Regions from separate parts of the Anas platyrhynchos genome. Here region 1 is linked to region 2. The links are chromatin contacts, called in public Hi-C maps. All regions are on one chromosome and are shown on one strand. Each heading gives the region's core, a stretch centred on a gene start, on an enhancer-like site or on the middle of the called end of the contact. The rest is flanking DNA. Distances are from core to core; before and after follow the strand shown. Region 1 holds the start of TMEM141 (transmembrane protein 141). Region 2 overlaps SAPCD2 (suppressor APC domain containing 2).

Evidence for each region. A called contact is a pair of places that touch in the nucleus more often than the background predicts.
Region 1: a contact with region 2 is called in a Hi-C map of F5 follicle, with 2.6 times the contacts expected there. The contact joins the promoter of TMEM141 here to the enhancer-like site in region 2. A contact is called at or near these places in 4 of 8 Hi-C or Micro-C datasets (F5 follicle, liver, skeletal muscle and 1 more).

What each region holds. Positions count from the first base shown.
Region 1 is chr18:2,945,486-2,951,390 of IASCAAS_PekinDuck_T2T, reverse strand. TMEM141 (transmembrane protein 141) reads left to right here and starts at 1,874. Exons shown (of 4, transcript XM_027470880.3): 1 at 1,874-1,951; 2 at 2,111-2,300; 3 at 2,614-2,745; 4 at 3,398-3,700. The coding sequence starts at 1,898. The coding sequence ends at 3,474. PAXX (PAXX non-homologous end joining factor) reads right to left here and starts at 1,854. Exons shown (of 7, transcript XM_038164897.2): 1 at 1,729-1,854; 2 at 1,587-1,647; 3 at 1,451-1,500; 4 at 1,181-1,371; 5 at 360-434. The coding sequence starts at 1,832.
Region 2 is chr18:2,892,535-2,898,660 of IASCAAS_PekinDuck_T2T, reverse strand. It overlaps SAPCD2 (suppressor APC domain containing 2), which reads right to left. Exons shown (of 5, transcript XM_072025274.1): 2 at 3,486-3,619. Among named protein-coding and RNA genes, the nearest start is that of SAPCD2, 9.4 kb to the right of the region's middle. Within about 2 kb of position 2,695, at least 4 of the 8 cell types and tissues checked have an H3K27ac peak or open chromatin away from gene starts, as enhancers often do. A contact at or near this core is called in F5 follicle, where this site is marked.

The DNA of each region.
Region 1 (5,905 bases), core at 625-3,124, 54 kb before region 2:
CAGGATGTGCCTCCAGGAGCCATGGATGATGAGGGGCCATACTTGGTCTCCTATGTGAAAGCTCCAGGGACTCACGGAACTGCCATGGAAGAGCAGTGAAGCCTGACCTTCTCCTGGAGGCCAGCAAGCAACCCTGCTTGGTGATACTAGGCATCGGACCTGAGCACAGTGCACCTCAAGAGCTACCATGCTGAGCCCTGGCCCCTCCTGTGCTGGGAAGGGCACCAAGAGCAGGGTGGGTGACAGCAGCCAAAGCAGAGGGGGCTCAGAGTTTCCTGGAGAGTAAAAAGACACAGGAGCCAGCAGCTTCCTGGAGAAGAGAAGGCAAACAAGCAACACAACCCATGGTAACTGCCTACCTGGCAGGAAGAGCTGCTGGCTCTGGGAAGCATTCTTCTCAGGGCTGCAGGAAGACCCCAGTGTGCCCACCACTGCTGAGACAGGAACGAGAATCAGATTATGTGCCAATGTATCCCGGGCTTCCCAGCAAGTTCCCTCCCCTCCACAGCCCACAACCAAACCTAGCAACATTCTCTTTCCAGCCACTTCCATCTAGGGTGCTGCTACCCCAAGACCTTCACAGAATGGTTGAGGTTGGAAGGGAGAGCTGGAGATCATGTAGTCCAACCTCCCTGACAAGCAGGGTCACCTACAGCATGTTGCACAGGATCACATCCAGTAGGGTTTTGAATATCTCCAGAGATGGAGACTCCACAGGCTCTCTGAGCAGCCTGTTCCAATGCTCTGTCACCCTCACGGTAAAAGAAACTTGCCTCTGTAAGGCAACAATGGTGTTTTGTCAGCCATTAGGGCAAGGTTGTGCTCCTGCACACTGTCACAACGCTGCTTTCAGTCCTATACAGGATCTCTTCTGCCCAAGATGGTCAGGGAAGGCCCTGGCCAGCTTTGAGAACAGGTCAGCCCAAGCAGGAAGACGAAAGTAGCACCTCTGCTGCCCAGTCCACACATTTTCATCTCTCCTGGCCAATTTAGCCATAGCTCATGAGGAGATGTCATGTGGGATGAGACCATGAAAACAGCCTCCTAAATGCCGTCTTACTTGGTCCTCTGAACTGGCTCACTTGGGGGAAACCTTAGGTGGGAGAGAGATGGTACCACGACAGTGGATGGAAGCTGATCTCCTTTCTCCCGTTGCCCTGTTCCACAACCACACACGGACCTTCGAGACGTTCTTCTAGCTTCTTGATGGAAGTCGCCAAGCCAAACATCAGCGCTTGGAGCTGGGTCCTCGCCTCAGCAACAGGCAGCTTGCAGAGATGAAGGGTGCTGTGTCCGGCCTCCCCTTGCAGCTGCAGCGTGGCCCCGCCCTCCTGCAGGCTCAGGGAAACGGCCCCACGCCGCAGGGCTTCCCTGCGTGGGCAAGAGCCCGGGGTGAGGCGGGAGCCCGGAGCCCCGCGGCAAAGGGCGCCGGGTCCCGCCGAGCACCCACCTGAGCTTCGCGACGCCGTCCTCCGGCAGGCCCGTCCCGCCCTGCGGCGCCTGCGGGGAGAGGGCACCTCCTGCGGCGCGGCCCGGGACCCCGCCGGCCCGGCCCCCCCCCCGCGGCCCCCAGCCCCGCTACGTACGCGGCCCTGCGGCGGGCGGGCGCCGAGCTCCCCGGCCCAGACCTCCAGCGCGTCGGTCACACTGCGGGGGGCAGCGGCTCAGGCGGGGCTCGAGCCGCCCCGGCCCGGCCCGGCCCGCTCCCCCGCCCGGCGCGGCGCTCACCAGACGGTGCCGGCAGAGCCGGGGCCGGCCGCGGGGCAGCAGTAGCAGAGGTACCGGCCCGGCCCGGCCCCCAGCACGCAGAAAGGCCCCGGCGGCTCCGCCATGGCGGCGGCGCGGAAGGGGCGGGCCCGGCCCCGGGCCCCGCACGGCCGGCGAGGGCGGCGCCGCCATGGGGAACCTGGGGCTGCAGCGGGTGGACGAGAGCGTGGCCGCCAGGCACCCGGTAGGCGCCGGCCCTCCCTGGCGGGGCTGGGGGGCCGCGAGCCGGGGCCCGGGCGGGGGGGCCGGGCCGGTGCCCTGACGGTGTCTCCGCAGGCGCTGCGGCAGTACGCGGCGTGCCAGTCCCACGCCTTCATGAAGGGCATCGGCGCCTTCGTGGCAGGTACGGCCGGGGCGGGCTCCGCCGGGCGGGGGAGGCCCCAGCACTCGGCCCCCAGCGGCGGGTGGCCTTGGCTGGTATCCTGCTCGCGGTCCCTGGGCTTTGGCAGGCAGCGGAGCCGCTTTCGCCGTGCAGAAGCTGGTGAACAAGAAGCTGCCGTACGCCCTCCAGTACAACCTGCTGCTGTCCGTGGGTGAGTGCCCTGAGTCTCCTTGCCCTGCCTAGCGCCTGCTGCCGGGATGTGGCTGCAGGCTCGGCTGTGAGCAGGCTGGCAGTGCTGGGCCCTGCAGGGAGCACGGCCTCGGCTTGCGGGACCGGGACCGTGTTTGCAGGTGGAACGGCGGTTTGCCCTTAATGTGGGGGGCGTTGTGACCTGACTCATTCCACCCTTCTGCTCCCCAAGCTCCCCAAGGGTGCCTGGGAGGCTCAGGGACTGCCTGTAGGCAGTTGCAAACACACTTGTTACCAGTGCTCTCTGGAAGCTGCCTGCATGTTGGTCTCTTCAGCTGCAGGATCCCTTGCCAGCTATATGGTGACCAAAGCAGAGACACAGAAATGCTCTGACTTCTGGATTTACCTGGAGACGGGCAAGTCCCCACAGGAGCATACCATGGCCGATGGGCTGTCTCAACCTACAGGTATATTTCATGTCTCCTTGCTGCTTTACCTGGGCTTGTCTTGCCTGCTGCAGCTCTTTGCTGTTCCTGCATTGCTTCTAAGCTGGTGACTATTTGTATCTTTCTTAGAATCCCTGGTAAAGTCCCACAGAGGTACCCTGCAGTTAAGGGACTTTTCTCTTATGTGACAGGAGTAGCCCTCTGGGGTAGCAGCAGTGCTAGCACAGCCAGAGTGCCCTGCCCCAGTCTCACAGCTCTCACTTCTCTGGGCCCATCATTTGGGTGCAGCCAGTGGTATGGAGAGTGTATGCTCACTTCTGCTTGCTGGCCTGCCTGTTCTGTGGATTCATGAGGGACATTGTGGAGGAGGTTTTGTTTGCTAGAAGAGGAAGAATAGGGCAGAAGATTGTGAGCTAGCAAACCCCTCCACGCTTGTGCTTAAGCCAGGCTGCTCATGAGAAAGGTAGGGCTGCAGAGGGCACCAGAGCAGCCTCTGCTGGGTGGTTTTCATGGCTGCCTCTGCTATCTGCTATTGGCATCAATGAACTCTTGAAGCTAGGCCAAGCTGAAGAGGCATCAAACTCTTCAACAGAGCTTTATGGTTCTCTGCTCACACCTGCCAAAGATGCTGGGATTATCTGGGGTACAAGGAGTTTGTTCTTGTCTATTGCAGAAAGTCTCAGCCCAGAGGATGCAGAGAGAGTTGCACCACCTGTGAGGAGGAACAAGTACGGAGATATTGTGGAGTAGCCAGTGCAGCACAGTGTGCTACGCCTGTGTCCTGCTGCTGCTGTCTTCACCCCTTCCTGTTTTCCTGATGTGCCTGTGCTGCATGGGAGTTGTCTGTAGTACTGCCAGGGAGTTTAGATAAGTCAGTGGTGCAGTGCATGCATGTTGGAGACCTGAGACTCTCAGGTGGTTTGTGTGTGAGCATTGCACATGGCAAATGTAATAAAAGTCAAGAGCTCAAAGTGCACACTGTGGTTAAAGTAAAGACTGCCAATAGGATGGAAAGAGGTGGCGTGCAGGAGTCACCTGGAGACAGTCCCTCTGGTAAATGTTGAAGCAGACTGAACAGAGAGTTGTGGCAAAAGCTTAGGAAAAAAGAGGGTTTATGACTGTTGAAAAAGATAGCAAGCCACTCAGGAAGACTATAAGGATGTTGTAAGGCTGTGCAGGGTCAAAATTAGAAAGGCCAAAGCTCACCTGGAGCTCAATCTGGTACTGCTGTTAAAGACAACAAAAAATGTTTTTATAAATAAATCAACACGAAAAGGAGGACTAAGGAGAATCTCCATCCTTTACTGGATGCGGGGGGAAACTTAGTTACAAGAGATGAGGAAAAGGCTGAGGTGCTTAATGCCTTCTTTGCCTCAGTCTTTAGCAGCAAGAGCAGTTGTTCTCTGGATACCCAGTACCCTGAGCTGGTGGAAGCGGATGGGGAGAAGAATGTGGCCCTCATAATCTGCGAGGAAAGTGACCTGCTACAGCACTTAGATGTACGCAAGTCGATGGGTCCAGATGGGATCCACCCGAGGATACTGAGGGAACTGGCAGAGGAACTGGCCAACCTGCTTACCATCATTTATCAGCAGTCCTGGCTATTGTGGGAAGTCCCAGTTGACTGGTGGCTAGCAAACGTGATGCCCATCTACAAGAAAGGCAGGAGAGTAGACCTGGGGAACTACAGGCCTGTCAGTTTGACCTCAGTGCCAGGGAAGCTCATGGAGCAGATTATCTTGAGTGTCATCATGCGGCACTTGCAGGGAAACCAGGTGATCAGGCCCAGTCAGCATGGGTTTATGAAAGGCAGGTCCTCCTTGACAAACCTGATCTCCTTCTATGACAAAGTGATGCGGTTGGTGGATGAGGGAAAGGCTGTGGATGTGGTCTACCTTAACTTCAGTAAGGCTTTTGACATCATTTCCCACAGCATTCTCCAGTTCATGGGTTGGACTGGCATACACTTCATTGCGTGATTAAGTGGCTGGATAGCCAGGCCCAAAGAGTTGTGATGAATGGAGTCAAATCCAGCTGGAGGCCAGTCACTAGTGGAGTACCCCAGGACTCAGTACTGGGGCCAGTCCTCTTTAATATCTTTATCGATGATCTGGATGAGGGGATCGAGTGCACCCTCAGTAAGTTTGCAGATGACACCAAGTTAGGTGCGTGTGTCGATCTGCTCGAGGGTAGGAAGGCTCTGCAGGAGGATCTGGATAGGCTGCACCGATGGGCTGAGGTCAACTGTATGAAATTCAACAAGGCCAAGTGCACAACAATCCCAAGCAGAGTTACAGGCTGGGAGAAGAGTGGTTGGAGAGCTGCCAGGCAGAGAAGGACCTGGGAGTGATGGTTGATAGTCGGCTGAATATGAGCCAGCAGTGTGCTCAGGTGGCCAAGAAGGCCAACAGCATCCTGGCTTGCATAAGAAACAGTGTGGCCAGCAGGTCTAGGGAAGTGATTGTCCCCCTGTACTCGGCTCTGGTAAGGCTGCACCTTGAGTATTGTGTTCAGTTTCGGGCCCCTCGCTACAAGAAGGACATGGAGGTGCTCGAGTGAGTCCAGAGAAGGGCGATGAAGCTGGTCTGGAGAACAAGTCCTACGAGGAGCGTCTGAGGGAGCTGGGTTTGTTCAGCCTGGAGAAGAGGAGGCTCAGGGGCGACCTTATTGCTCTTTGTAAGTACCTTAAAGGAGACTGTAGCAAGGTGGGGGTTGGTCTATTCTCCCATGTGCCTGGCGACAGGGCAGGGGGGAATGGGCTAAAGTTGTGCCGGGGGGGGGGGGTAGGTTGGATATTAGGAAAAACTTTACCGAGAGGGTTGTGAGGCATTGGAATGGGCTGTCTGGGGAAGTGGTTTTATTGCCATTCCTGGAGGTCTTTAAAAGACATTTAGAGGTAGAGCTTAGTGATATGGTTTAGTGGAGGACTTGTTAGTGTTAGGACAGAGGTCGGACTAGGTGATCTTGGAGATCTCTTCCAACCTAGATGATTCTGTCATTCTGTGACTCTGTAATCTGCTGTTGTGGTTTAACCCAGATGGCAGCTAAACACCACACAGCCATTCGTTCACCCTCCCCCTTCCCTCTCTGGGATAGGGGAGAGAAACGGGAAAGTAAAGCTTGTGAGTTGAGATAAAGACAGTTTATTAAGAGAGGATAATAATAATAACAATAATGATAA
Region 2 (6,126 bases), core at 1,446-3,945:
CCACAGAGCAGTGGGATACCAGCAGTTCTGTCAGGTGCAGGGACAGATGGAATCAATCTAGGGGCAGAGGACAGGATACAGCTAGGGGCAGAGCAGCTTCTCGGACAGGAGAATGGGGAGGTGGAAGTTGACTGGTGGCTAGCAAACGTGACGCCCATCTACAAGAAGGGCCGGAGGGCAGACCCGGGAAACTACAGGCCGGTCAGTTTGACCTCAGTGCCAGGGAAGCTCATGGAGCAGATCCTCTTGAGAGTCATCACGCAGCACTTGCAGGGCAAGCAGGCAATCAGGCCCAGTCAACATGGGTTTATGAAAGGCAGGTCCTCCTTGACAAACCTGATCTCCTTCTATGACAAAGTGACGCGCTGGGTGGACGAGGGAAAGGCTGTGGATGTGGTCTACCTTGACTTCAGCAAGGCTTTTGACACCATTTCCCACAGCATTCTCCTCAAGAAACTGGCTGCTCTTGACTTGGACTGGCGCACGCTTTGTTGGGTTAGAAACTGGCTGGATAGCCGGGCCCAAAGAGTCGTGGTAAATGGAGTCAAGTCCAGTTGGAGGCCAGTCACTAGTGGTGTTCCCCAGGGCTCAGTGCTGGGGCCGGTCCTCTTTAATATCTTCATCGATGATCTGGATGAGGGCATTGAGTGCACCCTCAGTAAGTTTGCAGATGACACCAAGCTATGCGCGTGTGTCGATCTGCTCGAGGGTAGGAAGGCTCTGCAGGAGGATCTGGATAGGCTGCACCAATGGGCTGAGGTCAACTGCATGAAGTTCAACAAGGCCAAGTGCCGGGTCCTGCACCTGGGGCGCAATAACCCCAAGCAGGCTGGGAGATGAGTGGTTGGAGAGCTGCCAGGCAGAGAAGGACCTGGGAGTGATGGTGGATAGTCGGCTGAATATGAGCCAGCAGTGTGCTCAGGTGGCCAAGAAGGCCAACGGCATCCTGGCTTGTATCAGAAGCAGTGTGACCAGCAGGGCTAGGGAGGTGATTGTCCCCCTGTACTTGGCTCTGGTGAGGCCGCACCTCGAGTACTGTGTTCAGTTTTGGGCCCCTCGCTACAAGAAGGACATGGAGGTGCTCGAGCGGGTCCAGAGAAGGGCGATGAAGCTGGTGAGGGGCCTGGAGAACAAGTCTTACGAGGAGCGGCTGAAGGAGCTGGGCTTGTTCAGCCTGGAGAAAAGGAGGCTCAGGGGTGACCTTATTGCTCTTTACAGATACCTTAAAGGAGGCTGTAGCAAGGTGGGGGTTGGTCTGTTCTCCCACATGCCTGGTGACAGGACAAGGGGGAATGGGCTTAAGTTGCGCCAGGGGAGTTTTAGGTTGGATGTTAGGAAGAACTTCTTTACCGAGAGGGTTGTGAGGCATTGGAATGGGCTGCCCAGGGAAGTGGTGGAGTCACCATCCCTGGAAGTCTTTAAAAGACGTTTAGATGTAGAGCTTAGGGATATGGTTTAGTGGGGACTGTTAGCGTTAGGTCAGAGGTTGGACTTGATGATCTTGAGGTCTCTTCCAACCCAGAAATTCTGTGAATGGGCACAGCACATCTTGGTTGGTCACTGCCTGTGGTAGAAGGGGAGGGGAGAGTGCTTCTTCTCTGGGCTGCCTGCAAACAAAAGTGCTTGGCCTCTCACAGGTCTCATTCCAGCTATGCCAAGGACATGGGGAAATTGGATCAATCAATGGACACATTGAAAATAAAACAACAACAAAACCCACCGAACATCTGAGGAGTCACCAGCTGTCTATCATAAAGGGTCCTGGGGCTGCAGCACAGGCCCCACTCGTCTGCTTTGCTGAGGAGGATGAACAGGTCCTAGTGCGCCTATAGGACACACGATGGACAACAGTGCGTCCCCCCACCCCCGGTTTTAGGCAGATTAGCCTAATCACAGCTGTGTGCCTTGTCTTGCCAGATATCCTCCCTTCATCAGGGAGGAAGGGTAGCCAGGCAAGATCTCCACCCTGCATGCAGATTCAATTCTTGCTGGATTCAAACCTGTTCCAACTGTCTCTGCATACTCAGAAGTGGAATTGGTACCAAATACTTCTGCCCTGGTGCTTGGGAAGACTTCTCAACCCCCACAGTACAAGTGGAGGCATCCTATCTCTGGGAGGAGGAACATGTAAAGGCAGAGCAGCACTCAGATACACTAGAGATGGATGGATGGAAGAAAGGTAGAGCACCTGCATCCCACCTCCCACACAACTATGCACCATGGGGAAACAAAGGCAATGGCAACGCTAAAAGCAACAGCACTTGTGGCAGTGCTGGGAACAAACACCAGCCTTCAGCAAGACACCCTGGCCACCATCCCCTTCCTCATCAGCACCAGGCAGGACTTCACACTCACGGCAGTGATGACACCTCTGCTGCACTCCACCGTGGAGCCATGTGCACATGTGAGAGCCCTGCTAAGGGAGGAAGGGGGCATACCCTGTCAAAGCAGCAATGTCCAACCACCAGAAACCTGAGGACCAGAGGGACCCCTAATCCCAGGCAAACACATCCACATTTATTGCTCCATGTCAGCACCTCTCAGCAGAGACCCCCTCGGTCTGAGAGAGGAAGACCCAGCCCCTTGCATTGCTGTAAGCCCAACAAATCTTTTCCCATGCGTACATAAACTGCACCCTCCCCAGACTGGCCAGGCCGGGAATCAGAGCATGTTATGTTGCCCAAGGTCAGTGCAATGCTGTAATCAATGCTGCACAAGGACATGCATGCAGCCTGCTGGCCCTGCTCAGATCAGGGAGCTGGTGACACCAGGGTGCCAAAAGTGGAATTGCAGATGTGAGAGTCACGGCCTTGCCTGCAGCCCTCATGCCACAAGACAAAGCAAGAAAGACCAGATGATCACTCATCCTGCAGGCAAGGTCTTGGCTTGAGCTTGTGGGCAACATGCCCAGGCAGCTTCGCTATTCCACTTGGGAGCAGTGCGGATCCCTTGGTTTGGGCAAGCTGATCCAAACCTCTCCATTCAGGGACAGAGAGGGGAGCAGATCCCTTGATACTGGGCTTCCCAGGCAAATTCAGTTTAGATTTCTCTGCATTAATAGCAAAAATCTCTTGGGAGCCACAAGGATCAGCATGCTTGAGACCTGACCTACAAAGAACAGCTAGCAGAGGACACAGCACTGAGGCTCTGCGCAAGGCATGCTTGAAAAGCCCAGAGACCAATCTTCTCAGATGACTGCAGCACTGGGGCCTTCTCCTGTACCATAAGGTAAATTGTTGCCTTTCTCTACCCAAGTTTTTGCCCATGAAGACAGTGTTTGACTGCACAGGTGCCAACTCCATAGGCTGACATTGCTCCATGGGACACAGGGGAAACCATAACTTCTCTTTCTCTTGCACATTTCAGGACAGAAAACACCTTGGAAGTAACTGCAAGACCACAATGTACATCAATACAGCTTTATAACAGAAATCCTGCAGGGGCAGGCCCCTTGACTGCAGCCCAGGACAAGGCTGTTTTCTTACCATGCTAAAATCCACACCATTGGCGATAGTGTGTCTTCGGTGTTCTGCATGTCCCCTCTGATGTCTCCGAACGTCCCCAGTGCCTCCATGGCCACCATCTCCCTGGGACTGCCCAGCAGACTTAACATCAATACCTGTAACAGATGAAAGCATGAGAGCATCAGCTGCTTGCAACAAAACCTCCCCATGGCCCCTCTGTGGGGCAGTGCGTGGGGTAGCCCTGCAAGCAGGCAGGGCAGGCAGCAGCTGAGGAAGCACTGCACATAGCACCTGCTCACATCTTTGTGCAGGCAAGCCAGACCTCAGCAACAGCTTACTTTGTTATGCCAGGCCGGCAACAGACTTTGGTAATCATCTTCTGTAAAAAGCAGGCAACTTCTAGGCAATGCTGCTTCAGTTCCAGCACAATTAAACCATTACTGCCAACTCCAGTTTTCAGTCCAGTCTTCACGGGATCCCTGACTTCTGCTCAGGAAGCACAGGCCCTGCCATGCACTCACCTCCTCCTGAAGGCAGCTCCCGTTTGGTGACGGGCTCACACAGTTGCTCCCATTTGTACAAACAGTGGCAACCCAGCAGCATCAGAGAGAGTCAGGGATCAGCTCCTTCTCCAGTCACTTGTGGCAGCTCTCACAAGGGGCTTTCTTTGGAGGGGGCAGCCACTTAGAGCAGCTCTGGAGATGGTCATGGAGATCAGACCAACACATTTCAGAACAAATACACTTTCCTTCCCCACCCAGATATGTGCTTGGTGCTAAAGGGGGTGATGCATACCAGAAGCTGCATGCCTTTGGTCTAAACATACAACAATCTGGCTATAGGGTTACCAAATTTTTATCAAAATCCTAACATCCTATTTAGCAAAAGGCTGATGTACTACATACAAATTATGCTGGTCCAAATCCACACATAACCTATTTTTGCAGATTAAATTCACACTGGCAGATTTCAGGCTGGATCAGATGTCTCCTGCCCATGCTATATGCTTGTACACTAAAGCAGGTATTGGCTAAGCACCTTCTGAAATCAGCACAAGCCCTGTACTGCATGCCCTGGCTAACTTGCCAGAAAGACAGTCCTGCAGCCATGTCCCAGGCAGCTCAGCTCCATGTTTCTGGATGAGCTTAGAGCACTGCCCTGCTGCTGTGAACTGTGGTACCAGGGCACCAAGGTTGCTGTCACCACCCCTTCCAGACATGCCCAGGCAGCAAGCCTGCTGCACTCCCTCCTTGCTCCAGTCCCCTGCCGAGTCCCCAGCAGACCCTACCGTGTGCTCACCCCTCTCATTCTTGCTGCTCACCATGCTCTCTGATCACAGCTTTTTGCTTTCCCTGCTTTACCAAAAAAGAACCAGAAAATAGCAGCAGGGAAGTAGGCAAATGAAAGCAGGCAGCGAGGCAACTGGGCACATGCTGGCTCCCAGGCACCTGAGCAAACTGCCACAGGTTTAGCATGCTCTCCAGTGCAGATGGGCATGAAGGACTGGGAGTGGTGAGGCAGGATGCGTGGTGCTGCACATCCAGGCACACCACCTAGCTGCTGCACAAGCCTCCTCAGCAGAGCACACAGATGGGAAGGAAGAGAAATATAGGGCAGGAGAAGTGAGTGGAGACAGAAGTCACCATGAATCTCAAAGACAAGCTCGATTCACAGGAGGGAGCTGGAAGGCAGTGAGGTTGGGGAGAATCGCACCACACTGTGGGTGTCTGTGGTGCCACGTATCTATTAGTTCAGCAACAGGAGTTAGACTTGCACTCATAGCAGGCAGTGCCCCAACAGTGGCATGCTATGAAGTAACCTTGCTCAGCCTGTCACTTTGTGTCACTGAGGAGAGGGGCCATGATGGTATGGGAAAAATCCACCTGCTGGTTTATCACAGTGTCCCACTTGTCTTATCAGCAAGTGCTCCAGCAGAGACAGGTCTCTGGCATCTCACTAAGCACAAAGTCTTGATATTGCTCATTTATCTGTTTTGCCAACTGTCTTTAGTTTCATACACCCATATCATACACCCTGTGAGGGACAGCTAAAACAGCAAGACTGGCACAGCTATGCACATGTTCTCCTAGCAGACCTATAACACATCCTGATGGGGAAGCAGAAGAATAGTCCCAAAACTGAGAGTAGCTTTGATAAGCAGAATCCCAAAGCAAAACCAGAAGCACCTCTGGGAAGAGCTGCAGGGTAGAAACAACATGTTAAAACAGTTTTTGCTGCTGTTACCCAGAAGTGCTAGTATTGGGTCTGTGTTGCATGATAAAAGTGGAGCCCACAGGCTGATCTGAGCTGAAACTTCGACAAGAATGTGTTCACCAGTCAAACAAATGAGCTCTGTGCACCTGAGCTAACAACATAGTGACTAAAACAGAACCTCTGGTTATGAGTAAGGATCAGCCTTTCTAAGGTGCAGGAGAGGTCCTGCCTCCTCCCTCCCAGGCCACCTGAGCCAGGCCACCCTAGCCACAAAGGCTGCGCTGGTAGGAGGCAGTGCCCATAGACACTGCAGACCCCTTGGGCAAGGCACTTACCACCCCATATCATAATTCCTTGGCTCTCAGCAGGGATGAAAGCTTTTCCATAGGGAACCACAATGGTAAAGACCCCTAATGCTGAGACACCTGCTGCAGCAGACAACCTAAGA